4 separate regions of the Hordeum vulgare genome follow, and all the other regions are linked to region 4. The links are chromatin contacts, called in public Hi-C maps. All regions are on one chromosome and are shown on one strand. Each heading gives the region's core, a stretch centred on a gene start, on an enhancer-like site or on the middle of the called end of the contact. The rest is flanking DNA. Distances are from core to core; before and after follow the strand shown.

What was found. A called contact is a pair of places that touch in the nucleus more often than the background predicts.
Region 1: a contact with region 4 is called in a Hi-C map of leaf, with 3 times the contacts expected there. The contact joins the promoter of LOC123395893 here to the enhancer-like site in region 4. A contact is called at or near these places in 2 of 6 Hi-C or Micro-C datasets (leaf and seedling).
Region 2: a Hi-C map of leaf shows a contact between it and region 4, with 4 times the contacts expected there. The contact joins two enhancer-like sites. A contact is called at or near these places in 3 of 6 Hi-C or Micro-C datasets (leaf and seedling).
Region 3: a Hi-C map of leaf shows a contact between it and region 4, with 5 times the contacts expected there. The contact joins two enhancer-like sites. A contact is called at or near these places in 2 of 6 Hi-C or Micro-C datasets (leaf and seedling).

What each region holds. Positions count from the first base shown.
Region 1 is chr5H:285,827,161-285,830,569 of MorexV3_pseudomolecules_assembly, reverse strand. LOC123395893 (IQ domain-containing protein IQM3-like) reads left to right here and starts at 1,415. Exons shown (of 9, transcript XM_045090921.1): 1 at 1,415-1,840; 2 at 2,190-2,304; 3 at 2,446-2,511; 4 at 2,749-2,837; 5 at 2,985-3,072. The coding sequence starts at 1,629.
Region 2 is chr5H:286,093,454-286,096,633 of MorexV3_pseudomolecules_assembly, reverse strand. No RefSeq gene overlaps it. Among protein-coding and RNA genes, the nearest start is that of LOC123395893, 270 kb to the right of the region's middle. Within about 2 kb of position 1,438, at least 3 of the 3 cell types and tissues checked have open chromatin away from gene starts, as enhancers often do. A contact at or near this core is called in leaf, where this site is marked.
Region 3 is chr5H:286,264,292-286,267,391 of MorexV3_pseudomolecules_assembly, reverse strand. No RefSeq gene overlaps it. Among protein-coding and RNA genes, the nearest start is that of LOC123395658, 220 kb to the left of the region's middle. Within about 2 kb of position 1,546, at least 3 of the 3 cell types and tissues checked have open chromatin away from gene starts, as enhancers often do. A contact at or near this core is called in leaf, where this site is marked.
Region 4 is chr5H:286,787,860-286,791,085 of MorexV3_pseudomolecules_assembly, reverse strand. No RefSeq gene overlaps it. Among protein-coding and RNA genes, the nearest start is that of LOC123452368, 110 kb to the left of the region's middle. Within about 2 kb of position 1,580, at least 2 of the 3 cell types and tissues checked have open chromatin away from gene starts, as enhancers often do. A contact at or near this core is called in leaf, where this site is marked.

The sequences.
Region 1 (3,409 bases), core at 166-2,665, 960 kb after region 4:
GGAGAGGATTCCGGTGCCGGGCGTGTCGCGGTCGACGCGGCTGCATGCGGAGGAGGTGACCAAGCGACGGTGTCTGCTGACGGCAGAGCAGCGACGAGACCCCACATACGCGGCCGACTCCCCTAACTGGGAGGTGTGGTTCGCGGTGGAGCACGAGAAGCAACGCCGCCGTGGTGTGCGCCAAGTGCAACCAGGAGGCCCTCCGCCGCCCCCGCCTATCGTCGACGACGAGGACCAAGAGGCTGAGGCCGCCTACCAGGCGGCGCTCGCTGGTGTCCTCCGCGACAGCGAGGAAGAAGCCTGACGCATGGTCGAAGAGGAGACGGCGTACCAGCAACAGGTCGCGGAGGCCATGGCACTGTCGGCTGCCTGCGACTGCGTCGTGCCACCTCCACCGGAGCCCGAGCCCGTGCTGCCGCGGGAGGTCTACCAGTGGACCGGTGTCGTCCAGGAGTTCGTCAGCGCGCCGCCCATCTGGCTGGGGCGCGTCCCTGCTGCAGGAGCAGGCCTGCCTCGAGCATTGGAGGTCGGTGCACCTGCAGGCGGAGCGCGTCGAAGGCCTGCGGCTCATGGAGCTGGAGAAGGAGGAGGAGGAGGAACGACGGGAGGCGGAGGAGGAGGAGTGTGCTCGTGCTGCTGCGCTGCCACCGCCACCACCACATCCCGCGCCGGCGGGGCAGACAACGGAGGCGCAGGCAGCTACGCTCTGGAACTCGACGTTCCCATGGGCCGCCCCTGCACCAACGTTGGTCGACCTCACCGGCCCCGACGACGACGACGATGACGCCTAGGGCTACATGGACGCAGTTTTAGTTTTTTATTTTATTTTTATTTAATGTAATGTGAACGCGACGCGTGAACTATCGCCGGCCTTCGTGACCGGTTTCTAATGTTTAATTATGTATTATGTCTTTTTTTTAGACAAAAAAGAGGTCCGGTCAGCGTTGTGCGCACGAGCCGATCCATTTGCGAAAGCAAACGTTCGTGTCCGCCTAACCGATTCAAACAGACAAAAAAGAAACGAAATCGCTGTCCTTTGGAGTGAATTCCTATTCAGGAAAGCTACCAGTAGTAGCGGACCATAAATGCGTTTGGAAATAGACGTATGTGCTGCTCTAGAATCACATACATTTGCATGCAGCGTGCACCTGAGGAGACGTGTGAGTTGTATGGACAGGAATTCTGGAAATACACCGGAGTATCTATGTGCGGCTCCTATAGGAAACGCACGGTGGACACGACCCGACCCGGCGGTCGATACCACACACTATCGGCGACCGCGTCGGCATGCAGCCCGTCATGACCGGCAATCCACGTCACCGTGGACCTTGGCATACACACACTCGCATGCCACGCCTACTCGGCAGGCTGAATAACATAACATTTCTGCCCTCTCTTTTTCTTTCTGTTGTTGCCGGGAAATCTTTCTGTACGCTGCCCGTAGTTCCCGCCAGCAGGAGAGAATACTACTCCTACACTAGTAACTCAATGAGCGCATTAAATTAAATTATTCTCCAACAACCTCTCGTGTTACACCTTAAATTCCTGCTGCTGCTGCCGCCTCCTCCTCCTCCCCCTTCCTCCTGCTTGATAAGACTACAACCATTAGTCCACCATTACCTTGATAGATGGAGGTGGAGACTGCGATGCCTACTCCGGCGGCCGGGCTGGACCGCGTGGGCTCTGCCGCGCGGGAGCCGAATCACACGGAGGCCTCCTCGCCGTCGCCGGCGGCTGGAGGCAGCGCGAATGGCGCGGCGACCAAGGTGCAGAAGGTCTACCGGAGCTACCGGACCAGGCGCAAGCTTGCCGACTCCGCCGTCGTCGTCGAGGAGCTCTGGTAAACAGATCCTTCCTACACACACACAAAAAAAAAAAGATAACATCACCACCGTGCCTGTTTCCTTTCTCCCATTTGGTCGTCTGACAATTTTGGCAAAGAAAATCGTCCAAACCCGTCTTTCTTGGGATTCTGCGCTTATTGCTGCCCTTTTCTTGCTTGTTAGTTGTTGCCCTCCCGTGAGACGCTGATTTTGGTGTCGGCAATGCCTGATTTGCTTCGTCCTGATTTTTTTTTATTTTTTTTTGGAAAGGAGGCCTCCGGCCTCTGCATCATTGATTTGTCTTGATGATGGTTACGGGTGCTGAAAATCAAACTGTTTTTTTTTTTTTGTTTGGATTGAATGAAGGTGGCAAGCGCTGGACTTCGCGCGGCTAAACCACAGCACCGTCTCCTTCTACGATGGCCCGGAGCCGGAGACCGCCGCCTCGCGCTGGAACCGCGTCAGCCTCAATGCATCCAAGGTCTTGCCGCTTTCCCTTTCCCCGCATCAATCGCCAGCGCAAGGCAGCTCACCATGGCCTTTCCCCTCACAAGAGAATGATTCTTTTGACTGGAATTCTCCTCGATTTTAACTCCAACACATGTTCATGAGCTTGATGCAGGTGGGTCAGGGTTTATCCAAGGATGCTAAGGCTCTTAAGCTGGCTTTCCAGCACTGGATCGAGGCTGTGAGTACAGAAATCCTACACATCAACTACTGATTTTAATCTAATTTTAGTAGTACTAGTGTTGTATTCGTTGCCTTTCTCCGCTCTCCAAATGAGTGTGAAAAGAATCAGCTTCGCAGTATCAGTTGACTTGGACTTTCCGTTAGCTGCGAACATCCATGATAAAAGCTCTACAGCTTTCACGGTTGACTTGGACTTCGGCTTGCAAAATTTTGAAATCCATCTGCCATCTTGTAGATTGATCCAAGGCATAGGTACGGGCACAACCTGCATTTCTACTATGATGCCTGGTCCCAGACCCAGGCTGGCCAGCCGTTCTTCTACTGGTAAGGAAATGACTGCCATTGTGTATATCAAAATTTGGTTGTTCAAATGAAATGAAGCAATCAATATGTAGCTGTCATTTTCCTGCGAGATAAGTCTGATCGATTTTGCACGAAAATTGATAGGTCCTTTTCTTTTTGCATATTCAGGCTCGATATTGGTGAGGGAAAAGATGTAGAGCTTCCAGAATGCTCAAGGGCTCTGCTGAAAAAGCAATGCATAAGATATCTTGGTCCAGTAAGATCATTTGCATAATGGATGCTATCTTTATTTGGAACGATACCGTTCTTACTGAAAATATTTCACTGAGAGCTGCATTAGAACTTCAGAGTGCTAAATAATATGTGGATCAATTGATAAAGGAGTTAAGAACAATAGTCAATACATTATTTAGTTTGTAAGTATATCTATTTAGTTAGAAAAGAGATAGCTTAAAATAGGAAAATATTGACAGTTTTTATGGAATGATATTTAGTTAGGCAAGAGATATGTCATTTAGTTGGTAAGGGTATCTCAGGTGCAAAGACAAAACTAAGCCAAAGAGCCTGCCTAACTTCGACAGGGATTGGGCCGT
Region 2 (3,180 bases), core at 189-2,688, 690 kb after region 4:
CCGGTATTTTTTTTCTGTTTATTTTTCTTCTTTCTTTTTTTCTTTACTCCCCTGTTTTGTATTTTTCACTTTTTTATATATTTTATTTTTTGCAAGTTTACTTCATAATAAATTTTCACAGTTTCAAAATTTGTTCGCGTTTTAAAATTTCAAATTTCTTCACAATTCGCAAAATATTCATGGTTTTAAAATGTATTCACAATTAAGAAATTATTTGTTCATAATTCAAAAAATGTCCATAATTTTATAATTTTATTCACGAATTTTAAATTTGTTCATGTTGCAAATACGTTCAAAATTCGAATTTTTTTATGGTTTTCAAATTTACTCACAAATTTAAAAATTCATAATTTTATAACTTTTTCATATTTCAAAATTTGTTCACAATTCAAAAACTGTTTGTGGTTCCAATTTTTTTTCATAATTGGAAAGAAGTTCTTAATTTTATAATTTTGTTTGCGAATTTGAAATTGTTCATGTTTCAATATTTGTTCACAATTTGAAAACTATTCTTGGTTTCAAAATTTGTTCACAATTCTAAAAATATTCATCATTTTATAATTTTGTTCGCGAATTTGAATTTTGTTCCTGTTTCAATATTTGTTCACAATTCGAAAAAGTTCACAATTTCAAAATTTCTTCACAATTCGAAAAATGTTTATACTTTTACAATTTTGTTCATATATTTCAAATTTCTTCAGAAGATGTTTGCTTGTTTTCCAAAAATGTTCGTATATTTCAAAAAATGTTACGTTTTTCAACGTATTGTTCGTAATTTGAGAAAAATGTTCGTATTTTCGAAAAACTATTCGTATTTTGAAAATCCCAATAAGGTTTTTGAATTTTGTTTGTAATTTTCCAAAAATGTTCACGTTTACAAAATTGTTTGCGTTTTTTTTCTTTTGTTTGGGAGTTTAAAAAAAAATTCGTGTTTACAAAAGTTGGTTCTGTTTTAAAATTATTTTTGGGAGTTTAAAAGATTCACATTTTTGAAAGTGGTGACGTTTTAGAAAAACTTTGAATATTTGAAATCAATTCGTATTTCAAACATGTTTGTGTTTTCCAACAAACGTTTCATACTTAATACTAGTCTTGTTTTTGAAAAATCTTCTAAAAAAATCATAGCTACAGTACCAATGATTGGTTCACTACAGTGTGTGGACCGGCCGCGACAGTATCCGTTTGATTTCGTACAACATGTCGTTCTGGTTGATGGTTTCTTAAATGCTAGTACTATTTGTGTGTCACGAAAACTGAGTCGGTGAATGAATGCTGGATGTTCTGGGTTTAATTCCGATCAAGCGTTTGTTTTTTTTCCTGTATTTTCGATACTGGGCTATAGGCATAATATATTGGGCCGGTCCAGGGAGGAGTCCTCATGTTTGTTTGATCGGGAATGTGTCGCAGAACGCGGTGTATAGGAGGTCCCGTGTTGCAGTGGCTCGGCGGTAGGGGCACCAGCATGGGCGCAGCTTTCTCGGGCCGAACTAGACCGTGGTCCGTCAAAGATTGTTATGAATATTTTATTACCCATGCTTCGAGAGAGCAACTAGGTAGTGAGTGTTTTTCGGAAGTCTGCCAGCAAGCACTCCCATTGCATCATCATTTAACCCATTCTCAGCCGTCGTCATATGTCGCGCTTTCAGCTTTTCTTTCGAATTTTTTTGTTTTATATAAAATCTGGATGCATTTTTGGTTTTTTAAAATGGTTTTTTACTTTTTTTTGTGTTTCGTTTTTTCATCGGTTTTTCTTAGCTTCTTGACGGATAAAAATCATTTTTTTTGCGTGGAAAAACACGTTTCATGGTTTTTTTGCGAAAGACATGGTTTTGTCTTTCATGATAGGCACGATTTTGCCTTCGCGAGAGGCACGCTCGTGCCTCTCGAAAAGGAAAAAATGCGTTTTCCGTTTTTTTGTAAGAGGCACTGTTTTGCTTCCGCGAGAGGCATGATTTTGCCTTCGTGAGAGGCATGACCGTGCCTCTCGGAAAGAGAAAAAATACGTGTTTTTTTCGCGAGAGACATGATTTTGCTTTCGCGAGAAGCACATTTTTGCCCTGATAGACGCACGACCATGTCTCCCGGAAAGGGGAAAAGGCGAAAAAATGCATTTTTTGTTTTTTATCGCAAGAGGCACGATTTTTTGTCCCCTTTTTCTGATTTTTCTTTTCGTCAAAACCTTTCAACATGGCATCTAGTTTTGAAGATCTTAACACGAGAAATCCAACAGTAAAAACGGTTCGAGATTTGAGCGCATGATTTTGGAAACGACCGGTTCGAGCGGCCTGTGGGGTGTTTTTAAATTTCGTCCCGATGTAAATCAGGCCTCATTGCACGCAACCAAACGGTTCATTTTCCCGCCAGGGTCTGATTAGGGATGAGCGAGTAAATGGGATGATGAGGGTATATTCGCGCCATACCGCCTCCACCAATTTCTCTCCTCCCGCCATCTTCGACCGAACCCCCTGTACTGCACCCTACGTGGCGTCTTGCTTTTGCACCCGACTTAACCTGGCTCGCTGGAAACAAACGATTCAAAACGTTAGCAACGAATCAGACTATGGGATACTTTAAGTTTCGTGCCGATGCGAATCACAGCTCCTTGTACACAACCAAACGGTCCGCCAGACCCAGCTATATGCAACCTACTAAATGTGTCCCTAGTTGCTCTTGGTTCAACCATTCTTAGAGCATCTATAAACATAGCAAACATGACTCCCTAAACGTCTGTGGACGTGTCCACATTTTCTATTTCCTTCCTCATTATCCCTTGAACTGACCAAAAGCGTCTACGAACGTACGAAGGGTTATCCCTTGAACTGACCAAAAGCGTCTACGAACGTACAAGGGTTATCCTTTGAACTGACCAAAAGCGTCTACGAACGTACGAAGGATTATTTGAAGAGCTCGGCTGTAGATGCTCTTACTCACTCGGCTACATACATGGGTATTGACGCGAGTAGGCAAGAGAGGTGAATCACAATGTGAACAACTGAGGATGGCCTAATCTAACGATGCGTGTGCGACTGATCGGTACCTCGCGCCGATCTACCAGCCCCTAGCATAGGCAGAAAACCTCATCCAGGCAGAAACCGATACTGTCTTTGTCTCAAATTAAAAAAAATTGGACATTATTGCGTAAAAAACGTCTTGTAGTGGGACGGAGGGAGTACAAATTTA
Region 3 (3,100 bases), core at 297-2,796, 520 kb after region 4:
AAGCGATGGTGTTCCTAGAACCAGCGGTTCACCCGATGAGCGCCCCGGGCTCATGAACAACCGCCTAGGCGTGGGCCGCACCAATAGCAAGGTCAAGCCCCCAGCAGGGGTCGAGCCACCGGCACAGAGCCCACGACCGTCTCCGACACCGACCATGCCAGCGCAGGAGTGATCATTGTGGCGGAGGCCCCGACCGTGGCGCCCGACCTCTTCACCGAGGCCAAAGCCGGCCCACGAGGGCACGCCGGAGTCAGCGCACGAGAGACCACCGCGCCGGAGGTCGTGCCCGTGGCGCCCGACCTGGCCGCCGAGCCCGGTCCCTGGAGGAACGGAGACGCAATCCCACTAGCAGGAGGAAGAGGCCGTTCAACCTCTGCCCACCTCCCCACTCACCGGCGATCCCGGGGCCGTCCGGTCTACCGAAATGTTGACCACCAGAGCACGGTCAGCTGCCGCGTCCAGTGTCATCGATTCGCCCCGGTACCAGCTCCTAGAGTAGTCGTGGCGTCGAGTCAGGTCTTCATCGTCGTCGGGCTCGAAGTCCAGGCGGAGCTTCATGAAAGGCACCTTCTTATCCACCACATCCAGCACACGGATGGTGAGGTGATGGATGAGGGTGCGCCGGTCAGTCGGAGGCGTCGGGGCATCTGGCGTGAAAGGAAGGTCTTCGTCCACGGAGTTTGGCCTCCATGTCGGCTCTCGCACCTTCAGATCGTACAGCTTGAAGACGCCGGAGGGATTACGCAGCCACGCGGTCACATCGAGCTGCCAGCGGTCATCTGATAGGAGGATTTCCACCAGTTGCCTCCCAAGATTGTTTAGAAGCTGCCCGACCGCGTCACACTCGAGGCCAGCGCGCTCATATGCCATGGAACCTCACGGCTCGCCACCACAGCGGAACCGGCCCAAGCGGGCAAAAACACGATCGCAGATCTCCGTGGACGCGAAGATGATGAAGAAGTCCGTCGGATGCGTCACCTCCACGCGGACCTGGCTTCTGTCCACCCCACACTGCGCGGGCACAGCTCGAACCAAGACCTCAGACGACACCACAGACCACCTCCCCCACACCGTGGCCAGCATGGCGCGGCCATGGAAATCGGTTGTTTTTGTTGGACACGTGCTTGATTTTACACTACCTGCTAAAGCGGCACGCTGGCGTGTGGCAGCCTTTGGTGAAGCAAGTGACTGATCACGCGTAAAAACGGCTGTTGCCTTGGTGTTGGAGATCCTCTTAGGACAGCAGTTTCCTTTTGTGGTCGGAGCACGTGCATCGGCAGTGTAAACGCACAGCGTATTGTCTGCACTGCCGCTGCACTCCTTGATTTTGATATGGAACACACTCAGGATAATGATTGTCCAGCAGTCGAAGAAAGCACATCATTTGGTCCTAAGCGGCTACGTGACGTATCAACAAGATGAAGATGATGATCTAGTACTACTAGTACGACAAAGACGATATTCTATTCTATAGACATACATGCACAGTCACCCCTTCTCAGTGGGCAGCGCTCGCGGGAACGCGGCTGGGACAGCGAGTACATGTCCGCGTGCCGGCGCCCTTTTAGCGGCGCCGCTAGCTGCGTATGCACGCGCGGCCGCTAGTCGACCAGGTGAGGTGAGGCCAAACCCCGCGGGGTTCGCGTGGCCGGTCGGTCTCGCCAGACGGGCAAGCGCGTCCTGATCCTCATCCCAGGATGGCGACCCGTCTGTTCGGCGGTGCCACGTACTGACTTATGGGTTAGAAGAGAAGCATCCACGGCTCGACTCCAACGCTCGGTGAATACTAGTTCAGCAGAATCCGAAAACAAAAACTGAATCGCTTTACTAACCGCGCTCACAATGAGACGCCGATTTCTATTTTGCATTACAGGTCGACAATGAAATGACTCGAAGCTCACACGTTAAATATTCGTTTTTTATGTCTGGACGTGATTCACGAACGCCATATAAAAGAAACCCATATCCAATGTTATTTGGGACCCGTATAGCTCTCCAGTTTGATTTCATTCTGAACTGTCTATTATAACAAAGTTTTTTTTCTAAAACTAATGATGAAGGGTCGACGACAGCAACACGCTTTCGGTTTGCTTTAGTAACTATAGTCGTCGCTAGATGGTCTATCGACATAGATATAAACTTTATTTCTAGTATTCTATGTACTGCATTCTTAGTTGATGAATTGATCAAAAAAAATCTTGTAAAAAAAACGTCCAAACCACTTCACGGATAGATAAAGATCCTAATTGATGACAAATTTGGTAAAAGTGATGCGGACAACAACTATTGAACCTTTGCAGATCTCCTTTGAAGATGCCCTAAATTCTTTTTACCTTTAAGCATATTCACAGCTTCTAAATTACATGCACATCATAAAATAATTTATGATTGGATAGTTAGAAAGACAATGGTATCTCATGTTGTAAGTGTTCAAGTCTTTGATATGACATTGGTGCTCACATTTTTTTCAATTTATTTATTTCTTTTGACGATGTGTGTTTAATGAAAGAAAAACATTCTTGTTGATTATGAATGTGTATGTGACGACTTCGTTAATCTTAAGATATTATTGTTAAAAATATGCCCTAGCGGTAATAATAAATTAGTTATTATTATATTTTCTTGTTCATAATAATCATTTATTATCCATGCTAGAATTGTATTGATTGGGAACTCAAATACATGTGCGGATACATAGAGAACACACTGTCCCTAGTGAGCCTCTAGTTGAGTAGTTCGTTGATCAAAGATGGTCAAGGTTTCGTGGCCATAGACAAGTGTTGTCACTTGATAACGGCATCACATCATTGGAAGAATGATGTGGTGGACAAGACCCAAACTATAAACGTAGTATATGACCGTGTCAGTTTATTGCTACTATTTTCTGCATATCAATGTATTTGTTCCTATGACCATGAGATCATGCAACTTCCGGACACCGGAGGAATACCTTGTGTGTTATCAAACGTCGCAACGTAACTGAGTGACTATAAAGGTGCTCCACAGGTATCTCCAAAGGTGTTTGTTGGGTTGGCATGGATCAAGACTAGGATTTGTCACTCCGTGTGACAGAGAGGTATCTCGGGGCCCACTCGATAAT
Region 4 (3,226 bases), core at 331-2,830:
ACCCCTGCATGATGCATGGGCGGCTGAGGTTAGTCCGGCGGGCTACTAAATCCTAAATCCTAAGAACAATGCTTACGCGGAACACTCGGGCACGCGCCGCTCCATTGCTAATGTCTAAAGAGCTTCGGCTGATACTACGACATCGAGCACCTATAAATTCTCCCACATGAAGGTTAGTGCGAAAAGGTCTACAACCAACTTAGATCAAATACCCAAATCCCATTAGCATTTTATTTAACATTGTAGCGACGATCAACAATCCATGATATGTGGTCTCGTCGCTCCGTCTCGAGGATGTGTGGCAAGGGCTAAGAATGCCCGACCACGCCTCATCACATCCATGCGAGAATCCAGCTGCAACACACCTCATCATGCACCCAGTAGTAAGGTCAAGTAGCTGTGTGGTCGCAACATCAGAGGGATCCGAGGTATCACCCTCGATGGATTCCGAACGATGTATCCATCAAGGAGACTAGGCGGAATCACCTTCGATGGTCGACGCTTGATGAGTGTACGATAGAGCCGTTATCGAAAGTGGTGTAGGAGGAATCACCCTCCGTGAACCACCGCCAGTTAACTACACTACAGAGCTAACATCACGAGTACGTATCGAAGTGTCACCCTCGGTACTCGATAGTAGCTCTGCAGCGTCGTACAACAAGGGTGTGTGTGAAGTGATGTGACGGGTCTTGGCTCATCGATCAGTTGATCGAGAGTTGATGATAAAGCGGGGGCAAGTGGGTTTAAGGGGGGTGTCAATGGGGATCACTGCTCCACTATACTAAGCATTTAAAGTACAATAGAGTATAACAACAGTTTATCAAAAACATGTTATGCATCACAATAGGTGCTATCTACAACAGTAGCAAAATCTAATGCAAGCATGGGGGAGAAAGAATGGGCGATATAGGAACTATCGATGGGGTTGGTTGCCTTGTTGCTCTGCTGAAAAAGGCTGATCATCAGTGGCGTAGTCGTACCCGGGAGCTGCGTCAGCTTCGGCGTCTACCGGAGAGAACAGGGGAAGAAATAATAAATAAAAGCAGGCATACGTAACATGATGCATGGCATAGCAATACGCAGTGCTAGGGATGAGCTAACACGGTACTACACGTTACAAATGGAGCGGCATAATATTTGGCGATATTTTCCGGGTCTCAAGCTTCTACTTGACAGATGATCCTAATGCCAAATGTGCATGTTCATAATGCTAGGAGCACGTGACAGATGAACGAATAGCGTATCATGTATAAATTAATTTTATCGGAGTTATGGATTATTTTATATGGGTTTCTAAAGTTTTAACAATATTCTGGATTTATATATTAATTCGAATTAAATCAGAAAATGCTATGTTTACCCAAGTGTGTATCTTGCACACAGGCTTACATGTGGGTCCACGAGGGGTTTGTCGAATGTTTAACAAGTCATAGTTTGACTGGTCAATAGTGTGGGGGACCCACATGTCATTGTCACCGATTTTAATTAAATGTTTAGTTAGCACTAGGGCCCCACATGTAATAGACTAGTTAGCATGGGGGCTCAGCCTAATGGGGGTTAGCACCTAATCTAATCAAGGGCTCACCCTAGCGGCAGTGGTACAAGTTGTGCCACACTAGTGGCTGGTTGGGCACGCACGGCACGTAGGGGAACCGGCAGCCATGGCTCGAGGGGCGAGCACGACAGCGGCCAAGAGGAGGCGCGTGAGTGCGCAACGACAGTGGCACGTGCCACAACGGGTGGAGGCGGTGCAGGCGGCAGCGACAGTAGTACTAGCAACAGGGGCGGCGGCGCATCAACATGCATCGGCGGGAGGAGCAGGGTAACGCGGTAGGGGGCGACGCGAGAGGCAGCACGCGGCGGTGCGCAGGAGCAGCAGGAGCAACAAGCGGGGCACGGCAGCCGTAGGCTGGAGGGTAGCGGCAGGCGAGGCCTGGGGCGACGCAAGCGACGTGGAACGGCGGCACGTCGGGCGGGGGCATAGCCAGACAGGGCCGGGGGGGCACAAGGCGGCTCAGGTGAGCGACCGCGGCGGGGAGAGCGAGCACCGGGGGCACAACGGCTCCGGGGAAGCTCGTCGGAGGAGGAGGGGGCACACAGCGGTGTGACATCAGACCGGGACGGGAGGGTGGTTGTTGCAGCAGTTCTCTCACTCTCAGCTCGGCGACGAACGCCCCGACCGCACGTACAGGCGTTTCGACTACAAAGACGTAACAGCCATGCTTCTCGTGCATGATCTGCATGCGGCGATCCGTCCAGCAGTGCCCGCGACGCGCACAACGAGCATGACCTGGCTAGCTCCATGCCCGCTGCTAACGGCCTACTCCTACCACCACGAGCACGACCTGGCCAGCTCCACGATTCCACAAGCACACACACGCCACACATACATGCACATACACGTACGCCGTGTTGCCGTGACCCAGCCTACGGATCCGACCCAACACACCGACGTCGGTCGCACCGCCACGGACCCGACCTGGCGTATCGATGCCGGTCGCACCGTGCTCTGTCATGACTTATTTCCAACAATCACCCCCTAAGCCGTGACCTAAGTCGTGACCTAGAGGAGCGCCGGCCCGACGTCGTCGTCGACCGCCGCGACAAGCGTGTGCTCCGCCGCCTCCGCCTGACGCGGCTTCGGGCACTCCCGTCGGAAGTGTCCACGCTGGCCGCAGTTGTAGCAGCGCCCGCGGCTTCCTCGCCGCTTTCCTAGGCCGCCCGACGTCGTGCTGCCCACGCCGTCATCATCGTGGTCTAAGCCGCCGCCGTGCTGACGTTGCCTTGCCGCCCATTGAGCCGCCATGAGTAGGAGCTGGTCGCCGCCACGTCCACCGTTGTCTTGAGTGCGCCGCCTCGTCCGCTCCTCGAACGCCTTCAGCCGGTCGAGCGCCTCCTCGAACGGCATCTTGTCGACGTCGCAGAACTGCTCAATTCCGGCCACCGCTGCGTACAGCCGGTCCGGCGCGGTGTCGAGCACTTTCTTCACCATTGCCACGTCATCGAGCGTCGCTCCGAGGGCCGCATACCTTGCTGCCATGCTGCTGATCCTCCCGGCATACGCGTCCAGCTCGTCACCGTCCTCCATGCGTAGGCGATCGAACTCACCGCGGAGAGTGGAGAGCCGCGCCGCCCTCACCCGGTCCGCACCGACGAACCGCGTCTTCAGGCTCGCCCACAGCTCCGCCGCCGTCTTCTTCAACGACACCTGCAGCAAGATGTCTTT